Regions from separate parts of the Mus musculus genome. Here all the other regions are linked to region 3. A link is a contact called in public targeted proximity ligation data. All regions are on one chromosome and are shown on one strand. The core of a region is the stretch at or near the end of the contact, and the rest is flanking DNA. Distances in the headings are between cores, read along the strand shown.

What was found.
Region 1: a contact with region 3 is called in a targeted proximity ligation map of extraembryonic endoderm stem cells. A contact is called at or near these places in 5 of 39 promoter capture datasets (the 3T3-L1 cell line, frontonasal cranial neural crest, hippocampal neurons and 1 more), 5 of 484 Hi-C or Micro-C datasets (CD4 T cells, brown adipocytes, cardiomyocytes and 2 more), 8 of 130 datasets of targeted methods (the NIH/3T3 cell line, embryonic basal ganglia, embryonic forebrain and 5 more) and 1 of 9 other capture datasets (embryonic stem cells).
Region 2: a contact with region 3 is called in a targeted proximity ligation map of extraembryonic endoderm stem cells. A contact is called at or near these places in 12 of 39 promoter capture datasets (the 3T3-L1 cell line, 3T3-L1-derived adipocytes, HPC-7-derived erythroid cells and 7 more), 12 of 484 Hi-C or Micro-C datasets (the HL-1 cell line, cardiomyocytes, cerebral cortex and 7 more) and 3 of 130 datasets of targeted methods (the NIH/3T3 cell line, extraembryonic endoderm stem cells and trophoblast stem cells).

Annotation. Positions count from the first base shown.
Region 1 is chr19:37,885,059-37,888,673 of GRCm38.p6, forward strand. No RefSeq gene overlaps it. Among named protein-coding and RNA genes, the nearest start is that of Gm52397, 99 kb to the right of the region's middle.
Region 2 is chr19:37,934,080-37,937,863 of GRCm38.p6, forward strand. Myof (myoferlin) reads right to left here. Exons shown (of 54, transcript NM_001302140.1): 33 at 2,235-2,416; 34 at 1,982-2,140; 35 at 1,768-1,866; 36 at 681-842. Among named protein-coding and RNA genes, the nearest start is that of Gm52397, 50 kb to the right of the region's middle.
Region 3 is chr19:37,522,165-37,526,026 of GRCm38.p6, forward strand. No RefSeq gene overlaps it. Among named protein-coding and RNA genes, the nearest start is that of Gm41842, 22 kb to the right of the region's middle.

The DNA.
Region 1 (3,615 bases), core at 598-3,097, 360 kb after region 3:
TGTGCATGGGAAAAGGGGAGGGGCAAAGATTGTAAAAACCTGAACCCCACCCCTACCCTCCACTCCAGTGTGAAGTACATGGATCATGAACTGTAGCTCTGAGAGGTGTCTCAGCTGAAAGACATCTCAGGTCATCTGACCTGATAGACTAGGAAAAGGAGACTCAGACAGGTCACAGGTTAAGACAGATGATGGAGTCCCAGTGCTGGTCGTGAAGTGTGGGACTCTGATCAAAGCGACCTGTGTGCAGAAGTGCAGGATTGATTCCAGAACCTTAGAGGTCCCCAGTCAGGCTGGCATTGGGCACAGAATGGTGTGTGCATGCGTGCATGCATGAGTGCATGTGTGCATGTATGTGTGCGTTAGAATTTTTAGGGAGGTGATTGGCCAGCTAAGCATGCTGGCTGCCTGTGAAGACACTGACCATTCATTTGCAGTTCATCTGAACACTAGGGACTGGCTTCCCTCCCTGGAGCATGGCAATCGCAGAGCCAATGTGGTTTCCAGCCTCTAAGCTCAGAGTTAAGTCTGTGTGAGGACAAGTTTCACTATTCACCTCTGTAATTGGTGCCTGTATGGGGCCCAGGGGAAGCCAGGAGGTTGACAAATGAGGTTCGAACCCCACTCTTTTCTTTTGCTCCAAAGATCCCTCATCTATGCTGACTGTAGTGTCTCTTTCACCAAAGATGCTGTGTCTACATCAGCACCAGTCTGTCCAACACTTTCATCACAGGCCAGGTATGACAGTGTACACAGACTCACCTCTCTATAGAGCCTTTGAGTGCCCTCCCCAACTCTACGAGAACGTCTAGGGACTAAGAGGGACTGAGAAGATGCACTTCCCTCTGTACCCCACTAGCGCCCATCTGGTTGGGCATTTCAGAGGGAAGACAGCCATTCTTTGCAGCTCCAAGGTGCATCCAACTTCAGGTGTGGTGGCCCTGGGGACGGGAGACAGGTCACGGCTTGCCCTAGTGTTTTGGGTGCTCACTGCCAGCAGGAGAAACCTTCTGCGTGGAAATTACTTTAATTTGCAGTTGACAAAAGGCAAATTGCTGACATTTTTCTGCTAGGAGCCTGGAATGTAACCTTGCACTACTGCCCCAGACATTCCAGGTGGCAACTTCCATTAGCCGGCCCAGATTTTTAACTTCAAACAGGCTATAGAAAAAAGAAAGAAAGAAAGAAAGAAAGAAAGAGAGAGAGAGAGAGAGAGAGAGGGAGGGAGGGAGGGAGGGAGGGAGGGAGGGAGGGAGGGAGGGAGGGAGGGAGGGAGAGAGAGAGAGAGAGAGAGAGAGAGAGAGAGAGAGAGAGAGAGAGAGAGAGAAAGAAAGAAAGAAAGAAAGAAAGAAAGAAAGAAAGAAAGAAAGAAAGAAAGAAGAACTTAAGTCGTTTTACAGGTGGGCAAACCCACAGTCTTGATTTAACTCCACGAGTTCTCTCCCTTTGAACTCTACTGTTCTGGGCAGCTTAGAGAGCAGAGTCCTTGTGGGCATCCCATCCTGGGGTAGGGTTCTAGCCTTCATTGTGCTCCGCAGCAGTTGCAGTCTGCAGGACGGTGATTTTTAACTGGATGGAAGACCCTTCTGGTTTGGTAGACTGTGTGTAAACTGACTGCGAGGCCACGGAAACAGAGACCTGCTGCACCTCTCTGCAGGAAGCGTAGGATTCAGCAGGATCCCAGGTTCCTTCACGAGTGAATACTTGAATGAATGGGTGGTTTCCCGTTTTTTCTCAAGACCGGAGCATTTTTGTCTGTCTAGTCGTAAACTTCCAGAGCATTCCAGAAGAAAGGGCATCCTTTAGATGCGGTGGTGCTGGTCACCTTCCACTTAAAATATGTCCCAGAGATGCCTGTCTTGGGTGGGGTTCCGGGGAATGCAGACTGAATGGAATGCCTTTTGTGCCAACTGGGAACCTGAGGATGCTGCTGCCATCTTGTGGACAGTATTTGAAATACACGTCTATGTCTTCCCAAGATTCTGGCCCGTTCTACAATGGAATATTTTCCTTTGGAAAGCATTAGGCTGTGTTTCCAGAGCCACCCTTAACTGATTTCTGTTCTCCTGCGGAAGTAACAAAAATGATCGCGATATCAATAAATATATTTATTGGGTTTAAAAAAGTTTAATAAGACCAAGATCTGACGCCCAACTCTCTGCTTTGCCCTAACTCTTGGCCGTTTATGCTACACTTTACCTTGCTGCGTCTTTTTCTTCTTCCGCTGGTGTGGCAGTGCATTTGTACCCAGGATCACATTGTGTCTCAGCTATCTGCTTCCCCAATGGCAGGGACCTGAGAACTGATCAAAGTGTTGGGGGTACAGATTTTTAAAATTAAATCATTCGTTTATGTTTCGGGGTGCGGTGTGAAACTAGGACTTCACACTTGTCAAGGACACACACATTCAACAATTGGGCAACATCCTTGACCTCTGACTACAGAGATTTTTTTTTGACCCCTGTGCACCCATTATGTATTACATTTGGTTTGGAAACACTGTGTGTGTGTGTGTGTGTGTGTGTGTGTGTGTGTGTGTGTGTGTGTGTGTACAAATCCACAGGAGAGGTATGCAGTATGTTCCTGGAGTATATTCTTTGTTTTTTGTTTTGTTTCATTTTGAGACAGGGTCTCACTGTATAGCCCTGTCTGGTCTGGAAATTGTAACGTAGACCAGGTTGGTCTCAAACTCACAAAGATCCGCTGCCTTGCCTCGAATTGGGTTAAAGGCATAGACCACCACATTTAGTTCTTCCGAAATATATTCTAATTGAAGATTGATGTAGATTTTTAATGGGGTGCTTAGCAACCCCATTAGTTACTTGTAAGTTCATTTTTACATGGATCAGTGTCCCCAGGACTGCCCAGGTGAGCTGTAACCATTATTTAAACGGTTGCTTTGTTATTTTTAATTACATGTACACGTCTCTGTGTGGGTCTAGGCACTCTGCTGGTGCCCAAGATCCCAGAGATATCAGATGTTCCTGCAGCTGGAGTCACACGTGGTCATGAGTCAGATAATGTGGGGGCTGGGAACGCAACTCAGGTCCTCTGGAAGAATAATACGTGTGCTTAACCACTGAGCCATCTCTCCAGTCTGAGCTGTTACGGTTATTAAATTCATATCTGCACCCCATTTTGGAGCTCTTGACACAGGGTTGCTCTTGCGGGAAGCCATTTGAATGCACCTGGAGGTGGGAGGGTGGAACAGCAGCCCACAGATGTGGGCACTCAACCAGTCGTACATATACCACAGTCTGTATTTTGAGCTGAACCACCCAAGTGCAGCCTCTAGGTTTAAAGAAGACTTTTGAGCAGTTTTTTTTTCTTCATTGTACTAAATGGAGTCCAAAGGTTCACTTTTTAAAAGCCTTTGTGGTAGAATACAAAACTTAGAATACATTTATAAAAAAAAGACATTGAAACGCTTTAGACCTGCAGGTCCATCCTTTGTGGGTATAAATGTGTCCCTATGTATTAGTGCATTTGAAGGGACCACTTCCTACGCGACCATTTTCCAAGTGCTGTCTCTAGTGAGACCAGTGTCTGTACAGAGGAGGCTGGGGCCTCTCTGAGGCCAGCCCCAGATCACATCCCAATCTGTATACAAGCCTC
Region 2 (3,784 bases), core at 457-2,956, 410 kb after region 3:
TTCCATCTTTATATGTCCTTATTGTAATCTTTTACATATCAATGCAAAGATGAATTTTTTTATTTATAAGAATTAAGGTTTGCTGGGTGGTGGGGGTACATGCCGTTAATCCTAGCACTCACTAGGCAGAGGCAAGCAGATCTCTGAATTTAAGGCCAGCCTGGTCTACAGAATGAGTTCCAGGACAACCAGGGATAAGCAAGAAAGTTAAGAATTGAATTTCTTTCAAAATGGACAAGTTGGGTGGTTTTCACAAGCTCTAGTTATAACAGGTGGAGGTGTGTGAGTCCCATCTGACACCTCACAATTCTGACAATAAACTTCAAAGGATCAAAGAAGGTTCCATAGTATGGACTCAGACACAGACTATTAGGGCCATGCCACATCACCCACACGGAAGTCCTCCACAGCTGTTCCTTCCTAGACATCCAGATCCTAGTGGAAAGTTCTGGTCCACGTGCATTCGCACTAGTTAACAATCTGGCCTTGAGGGGTTCACTAAGAGCCTATAACAGAGACCAAACACTTTCTGGAGAAACAAGCTCTGCTCATAGAGGGGCCATTTGGAGCTTTCAGTAACTAACTACAGATGACCTAAGGAGGGAGAAGTCTCCGGCACATTTACTATAAGGCTGGGTTTTCCCACTTGCGTGGGCTCGTGCAGAGTCTAGATACTGTACCACTTTCATGAAGAGAACAGAACTTGGGAAGTTGGGTGTCTTCTTAAGGCTTTTGATCACCACCGATTCTACTCTCTCTCCTCCGCATTCCACCACCAGGCTGGGTGATGTGACAGAAGCCATCTGGTAGTTTTTCATATTTCTTAAGCCCCAAGCTAGGATCTGGGGAAACAAGTTAAAGAGAAGGGAAGTAAACCTGACATATTACACACACACAGATGCACTCACACACATATGTGAGCACACACATACACACAGAGAGTCACATGCACGCACACACACACATACACACGTGCACACACATATATGGAAAAATCCAATCTCAATCACAGAACACAGTACAGTCTTTAAGATGGAGCGATGCACATTCGTCTAAAATACCAGTGCATATTCTCTTCAGGTGCCTGTGGAAATGCAGAGAAAGTGGTTTTGGCCCTTCCCTTTTGTCAGAACTGCTGTAAGTGCTGCCGAGTCAGTCAGCATCTCTAGATCTCACCTGCAAACAGGACTCATGTGATCCACTGGGGGTGGGGAGTGGGGGCAATCTGGAAGATCAAGTCTAAACCTCTTGCATGGTAAATGACCTGCAAGCATTCCAAACTGGTAGCAGCTGTTTGAAGCTCCCTGTGTCTGTTTTCGAACGCACAGCAAAACAGAGGCGCTAACAATGCTTCCCTTATCAGGACCCCGTCTATCTAGCTAAGAGGTTATCTCCACCAGCCTGGGTCTGCCCTAATTATCTCCCTGGTCGCCACTGTGGGCTGCTTCCCCCACCCCCACCCCCACCCCCGACCTCCTGCCTCCTTTGCAGACCTTCTCCTTGTTCACATGGCACTTTCTCTTGGGTTATCTTCTCTTTCTCTGGTGAATTCCCCCCAAAAGAAAGAAATCCCTGAGATCTGCTTCTTATTGCTTTGTTAAGATGTCTACTTTCTATGACTATTTATTTCCATTGGGGGAGGGTGTGAGCCGATTTTATAGGAAGTTAGAGACAGCAAGAAAGCATGCAGCACAATGCATGCCCTACACTAATGGTCCTTGACACACCCTTTGGCTTGGTCAAGTAAAACTCAGAGAGAATACATACCTCAATGGCAGTGAGCTGAACCACAGGCCTGATCCCCTGAGGGACCATGTATAAGTTTGGTGCTCTTTGAGAGGGGAGGATGGGAAGGTTGGAGCCATCCTGTGGAACAAACGCAGGCTGTCAACACTTCCCTTTCATTAAAGCAGAGAGTACCTGGAATGACTGAGGTGCTCTAAGCAGCTCGTGGAATCCATGAGCAAGAACAAAGCGATACCTTGTTCCTCAGAATCAACTCTGCTGTTACGAGGACATCCCCACAGGCCTTGTCTCCATTCATAACAGGATGCCAGAGAAGCTTAGGTGTGATGTCCGTTTCTGAGTTCAGTTTCACCAAGGGAGAGCAAATGCTTCGACCTAAAAATTCATCTTTGCCCTAGAGAAGGAAACCCACACTGAAACTCCTGGTCAAATAGCCCTGCAGACGACTGTCATGCCCCCAAGTCATCATAAACTGTCCTGTTACCTACCACTTGGTCATTGTCAAAAAGTTCTATGGTAACGTTGGGTGGGTTCTGTAGAACTGTTTGGGGTTCCCCAAAGATTTCAACCTCATCGAATATAATGGTTTGGTCCCAGGTGGGATTCAGGGTGGAGTGGATGATCTCAGTGGTTTTGCTTCGATGGAGGAAGGAGACATGGGCGTATGGATCTATGCACAGAAAAAGATATTAACAGTAGAGTCTCGGAGAAGTCGAGCTCCTATGACAGTGCGTTTCAACCAAAGACTTTTCATCTGGACATAGTGGTCATATGTTTTCACCACCCCTTTGAAGACAAGGAGTTCTGAAAGCGGGGCACCACAGAGGACAGTATCATGGTGAGAAGTGCCTAACCGAAGGCCCTGACATGTGCAAAGGATTGCTTCTCTGGAGTGCACTTATCCTCAGCAAGGTTCATTGGGCACACAGTCTTTCACATACATCATCTAGAATACAAGCTTCGCAACCAGACACATCTGGCCTGCTGTGCCCCCGTGACCTTGAAAGAAAAAGGTTTAACCTTTCTAAGCCTCCGTTCCTCCCTCTTTGCCACAAAAGTAATTTCTGTTTTCCTATTGAGTAGAAAATGGGATGACATGAACATGTGAACTGCCTAGAACAGAGCCTATTATCCATTTCATTGGTAAATACCGGTTATTTTTATATTTTTGTTTCTATGTTTTTGATAAACTGACAAATATAAGTTTATTTTATGCTTTTGTTTCTACTGTTATCTATACAGAAAGTTTTGTATTTGTATTTGTATTTGTATTTGTATTTGTATTTGTTGTATTTGCTGGGTTTCAAGAATATAGCAGTAACTAGGAAAGGTTTAGTTGTTCTCAGAATTTACAGCTTGCAACAGGACTAAAAGTTTTCTTTTGCCCCACTGATAAATCTTGTATCCAACTGGGATACAAACATCAGTGAAGATTTTTCTAAGAATTCTGATTGGATCTATAGTGAGACAGTGTCCCCTGGTGGATACTATTTGAAAATGTCCTAAAAAAAAAACATTTTGAAGTTTTGTTCTACAGAGTAGGATAATCTTGATCAAACTTTTAGACCAGATCTAGATAATCTGGTCTAATATTATTAGGAAAGGAAATAATTCACTAATACTGTGTAAAAGGAGTGCTTGGGATATGAATAAGAATTGACACAGTGCATGATATTATCAGACAAGTGTTTTAAGAGCTGTTTCCATAGAAGAACCAGGGAAGCTTGGAAGCCATGCACACACAAAGAGAGGTCAGAAGTTGTTCTTCAGGGCACTTTATTGCTCAACCTGTGATGATTAGTGTTTAAGGGCCTCGTGTATTCTGGGCACCTCTAGCACCCAGCAACAGTTCTTAAAGCAGTTGGGAATTCATCAAGTAATGACTGTGTGGTTCTCTTCAAGCATACCAGTAGAGTCTCTACATGGAAAGGGTTTTATTGTAAGAATTGAAAACAAAACAAGATACAAAACCCACTTGATGCTCGATCGACCCAAGCTAGCCTGCCATGTAAGAGGGTAGTAGGGATTTTCCCTTCAC
Region 3 (3,862 bases), core at 482-2,981:
GTGTTCACTAAAGAGAAAGTTCATTACACCCAGGTTCTGAGGATGAAAACATTGTTACTATGCTCAGTTTCATTTACTGAGATGACATCATCACCATCATCATCATCATCACCATCATCACCACCATCATCATCACCATCACCACCACCATGATCATCACCATCACCACCAGACACATTTCTGTGCAACACAAACTTCAGATCTCTACAAAGGCCATTACTACTCTACTGCGAGAGCAAAAGAACCAGAAGGTTTTCTGAGGAATCAGAATTTGGCCAACGTGATATTGACCTATATTTGGACTTTTAGACTTATTTTTTTTTTAAATTGTTTGTATGCATGAGTGTTTGTGTGGAGGGTTGTGCACATGAGTGCAGGTGCTCCCAGAAGCCAGAAGAGGACACTGGATCCCCTGGAGCTGGAAATAAGAGGCTACTCTGAGCTGCAGGATTGAATTTAAGGGTTCTCTCTCTACACAAGCGGTAGATGCTCTTAGCTGATGAGCCATTTCTCAGCCCTGAAACACAGTCTTTTTTTTTTTTTTTTTTTTTTTTTGATACAGAGTTTCTCTGTATAGCCCTGGCTGTTCCTGGAACTCACTTTGTAGACCAAGCTGGCCTCAAACTCAGAAATCCTCCTGCCTCTGCCTCCTGAAACACAGTCTTAAACCTTAAATTTCACTTCCACCTCCAAGGCTATTTATTAACTGTAAGCCTAGTTATAAAGAGAGACTAGTTATAGGTGTGGAGAGATAGTTCCAAGATCTTTGTTCTGTGAAATTCAGGTCAGGGCATGTGGACACGGCTCACCTTTAAGATGACTTCTGATTGGTGGAAAGATCATGTTGCTTCAAATGCTGCCACTCACACTAGCTTAAATAATATATGCGTTTTTATTAACTATTTGAGAGCTTCTTACAATGTATATTGATCATATTCACTCGGCTTCTTACTAACTCCTTCAAAATCTCCCATCTCGATATGTGTCCTTGTAGATGTGTGTATATTTATTTATTTGATAATTTAATAATCCATCAACTCAATCATGTGCTATTAATTTATCCTTCTGGGTGTGGGGCCATCCACTAGAGTGTCACATTGGTTTTGGAAAGCCATTTAAACCCAACGTTTCTTGATAGAATGGGAATTTCATGGAGGGTGGGTGTCAGGGCTGCTGAGAGGAAAGACTAAGGAGCGAGCAGCAGGCTTGGCTGACATTCTACAAACACTTGAGCGTTTTGAAACGTGCTCACTTTCTGCAAAGGTTACTGTCAAAATACCGCACTTCCTCAGCGAGCCCCTGTATGCCCACACACTGATTGTTTTAGGATGTGACCAACTTCTGTGGAGTTGAGCTCGTTGGCTTCATTTTTCCCTGCAACGTTTCCTCCGTACTCATTGATTTCCATGGCTACACGATGATTGCTTCCTGAGAAACAAAAGAACACATGTGTTTAGAAGCGAAAAGGAAACATACAGATCACCTATTGAACCTCAGCCCTGGAGAGCCCCGAATAAATGGAAACTTTTCTTTCTTTCGGGGTGTGTTTGAGGCAGAAAGGATCTCAACAGTCATTCTCTTAAGTTTTACTCTCCAATTGTTGTCCTTGGGAGGGGCCAGACTCTGTCAGGGACTGCAAACCAAACTGACTCCCACAAGTTCTGTAGGATAGGCTGTCCGCAGAATCAACATTTCTGAGCAGTTGCAGATCTGGAGAAAATGATAGCGGGTAATGGGAAACTTGAAGAGATAAAGGGTAGTGAAACCTATTGTGGTCAGGCATGTCTGCAATCCCAGCATGCATAGGGCTGAAGCAAAAAGATCATATTCAAAACCAGCTTGAAGTATTGTGAGAGCTATCAAAAAAATAAAATCAGCTAAATAAGTTATTCTGTCAACAAACCAACCAAAAGACAACAGCATGGTGCAGGAAGAGATAACTCACCATTTGAACTGATTTTATTTTATTAATTGAGGATATCAACAAACATTCACAAAGACTTCCATGTGTGAAGTCCTGTTCTAAATGCTCTGAGAACAAAGGTGAAAACACCTAGAGATGAAAAAAATTTAGCCGGGCATGAGGGCACACACTCTTAATCCCAGCACTCTGTGAGTTCGAGGCCAGCCTGGTCTACAGAATGAGTTCCAGGACAGCCAACGCTACACAGAGAAACCCTGTACTAAAGGAAAAGAGAGAGAGAGAGAGAGAGAGAGAGAGAGAGAGAGAGAGAGAGAGAGATCCTGTACTAAAGGAAAAGAGAGAGAGAAACCCTGTACTAAAGGAAAAGAGAGAGAGAGAGAGAGGGAAGAGAAGAGAAGAGAAGAGAAGAGAAGAGAAGAGAAGAGAAGAGAAGAGAAGAGAAGGAAGGAAATTCTTAGTTTAGTATTCCAGATACAGCCTCTGAGTCTTGTCTAAATATTCTCTGTACAATTTGGGACCTGTAATGGCTTTGAGGAGAGGTCAGGGCTGTGCGTGATGAGCCTTGAACACACAGAAATTCATTGACTAAAGTAGACATTTCGAAGCCTGCTCTGAATAACAGAAACTGCATCCACCAATACCTGCAGACACTCAGGGGAGAGCTGGAAACCAGAGCTTGGCGGAGACCGACTTGGAGAGGGAGAGTCAGGTGAGGACCTCCTTGCTGGGGACATTACTGTTAGCAAGTGGGTGTTCAGTGCATGGAGAGGGCTTCAAGAAGAGAGGAGAGAAGCAGAATACAGTAGTTATGGGCAGATCTGTGTTCAAATTCTGCTTCTGGGGTTTATAGATGGATCCTTCTAGCTAGTGTGTGTGTGTGTGTGTGTGTGTGTGTGTGTGTGTGTGTGTGTGCATCACTGATATTGACTGCAACTGGACCCCATTCCTCTAGCTCAAGCTGAAACAAAGGAGATCTTTGTCTACTGGTGTAGTCAGGGTTTCTCAAGGACTTGGAGCACAGTAGAGGTTTCAATTGTTTTATATATATATATATATATATATATATATATATATATATATATACACAAAAATGTGTGTATATATACACATATATACAAAAATGTGTGTGTATATATTTTATATATATGTATATATGATGTGTATATATATTATGTACACACACACACACATATACACATATATACATATAGTTATTTTTTTTTTAAAGATTTATTTTATTGATTATATGTAAGTACACTGTAGCTGTCTTCAGACATTCTAGAAGAGGGAGTCAGATCTCGTTACGGATGGTTGTGAGCCACCATGTGGTTGCTGGGAATTGAACTCCGGACCTTCGGAAGAGCAGTCGGGTGCTCTTACCCACTGAGCCATCTCACCAGCCCACATATAGTTATTTTGTGACAAAGTCTTAATGTATATTCCAGGCTAGTTTTGAACTTGTTATCCTCCTGCCTTGGCCCTTGAAATACTGAGAATACAGGAATATGCCATTATAACTCTAAAGTCTTACGTAAGTAGTTTTATTTTTTAAAGATGAATGATTATGTTTGAAAACTAAAGAACTTAACGTAGGAAGTAATTGCGTCTGGATTTTATACTTCCTTCATGTTTTATGGGTCACTGATTTTTTAAAAACTCGGGCCTAGGGCTTTAAAGAAGCATCCACGGTACTCATTTCAGAAAAACAAAGGAATAATGCTACTCACCGGAACAAAACGGAAATGCTCTCTGGGATTGAGTGATGGGTCAGTTGGCAAAGTGAGATGCAAGTAGAACCTGATTTCGGATCCCCTGCACCCACGGAAAAGTCAGGCTCAGAGATGTGCACCTAACATCCGAGCACTGGGGATGTGTGTATGGAGACAGGAGGACGCCTGGATGTCATTGGTCAACCAGTCTAAATGAATCAATGAGCTC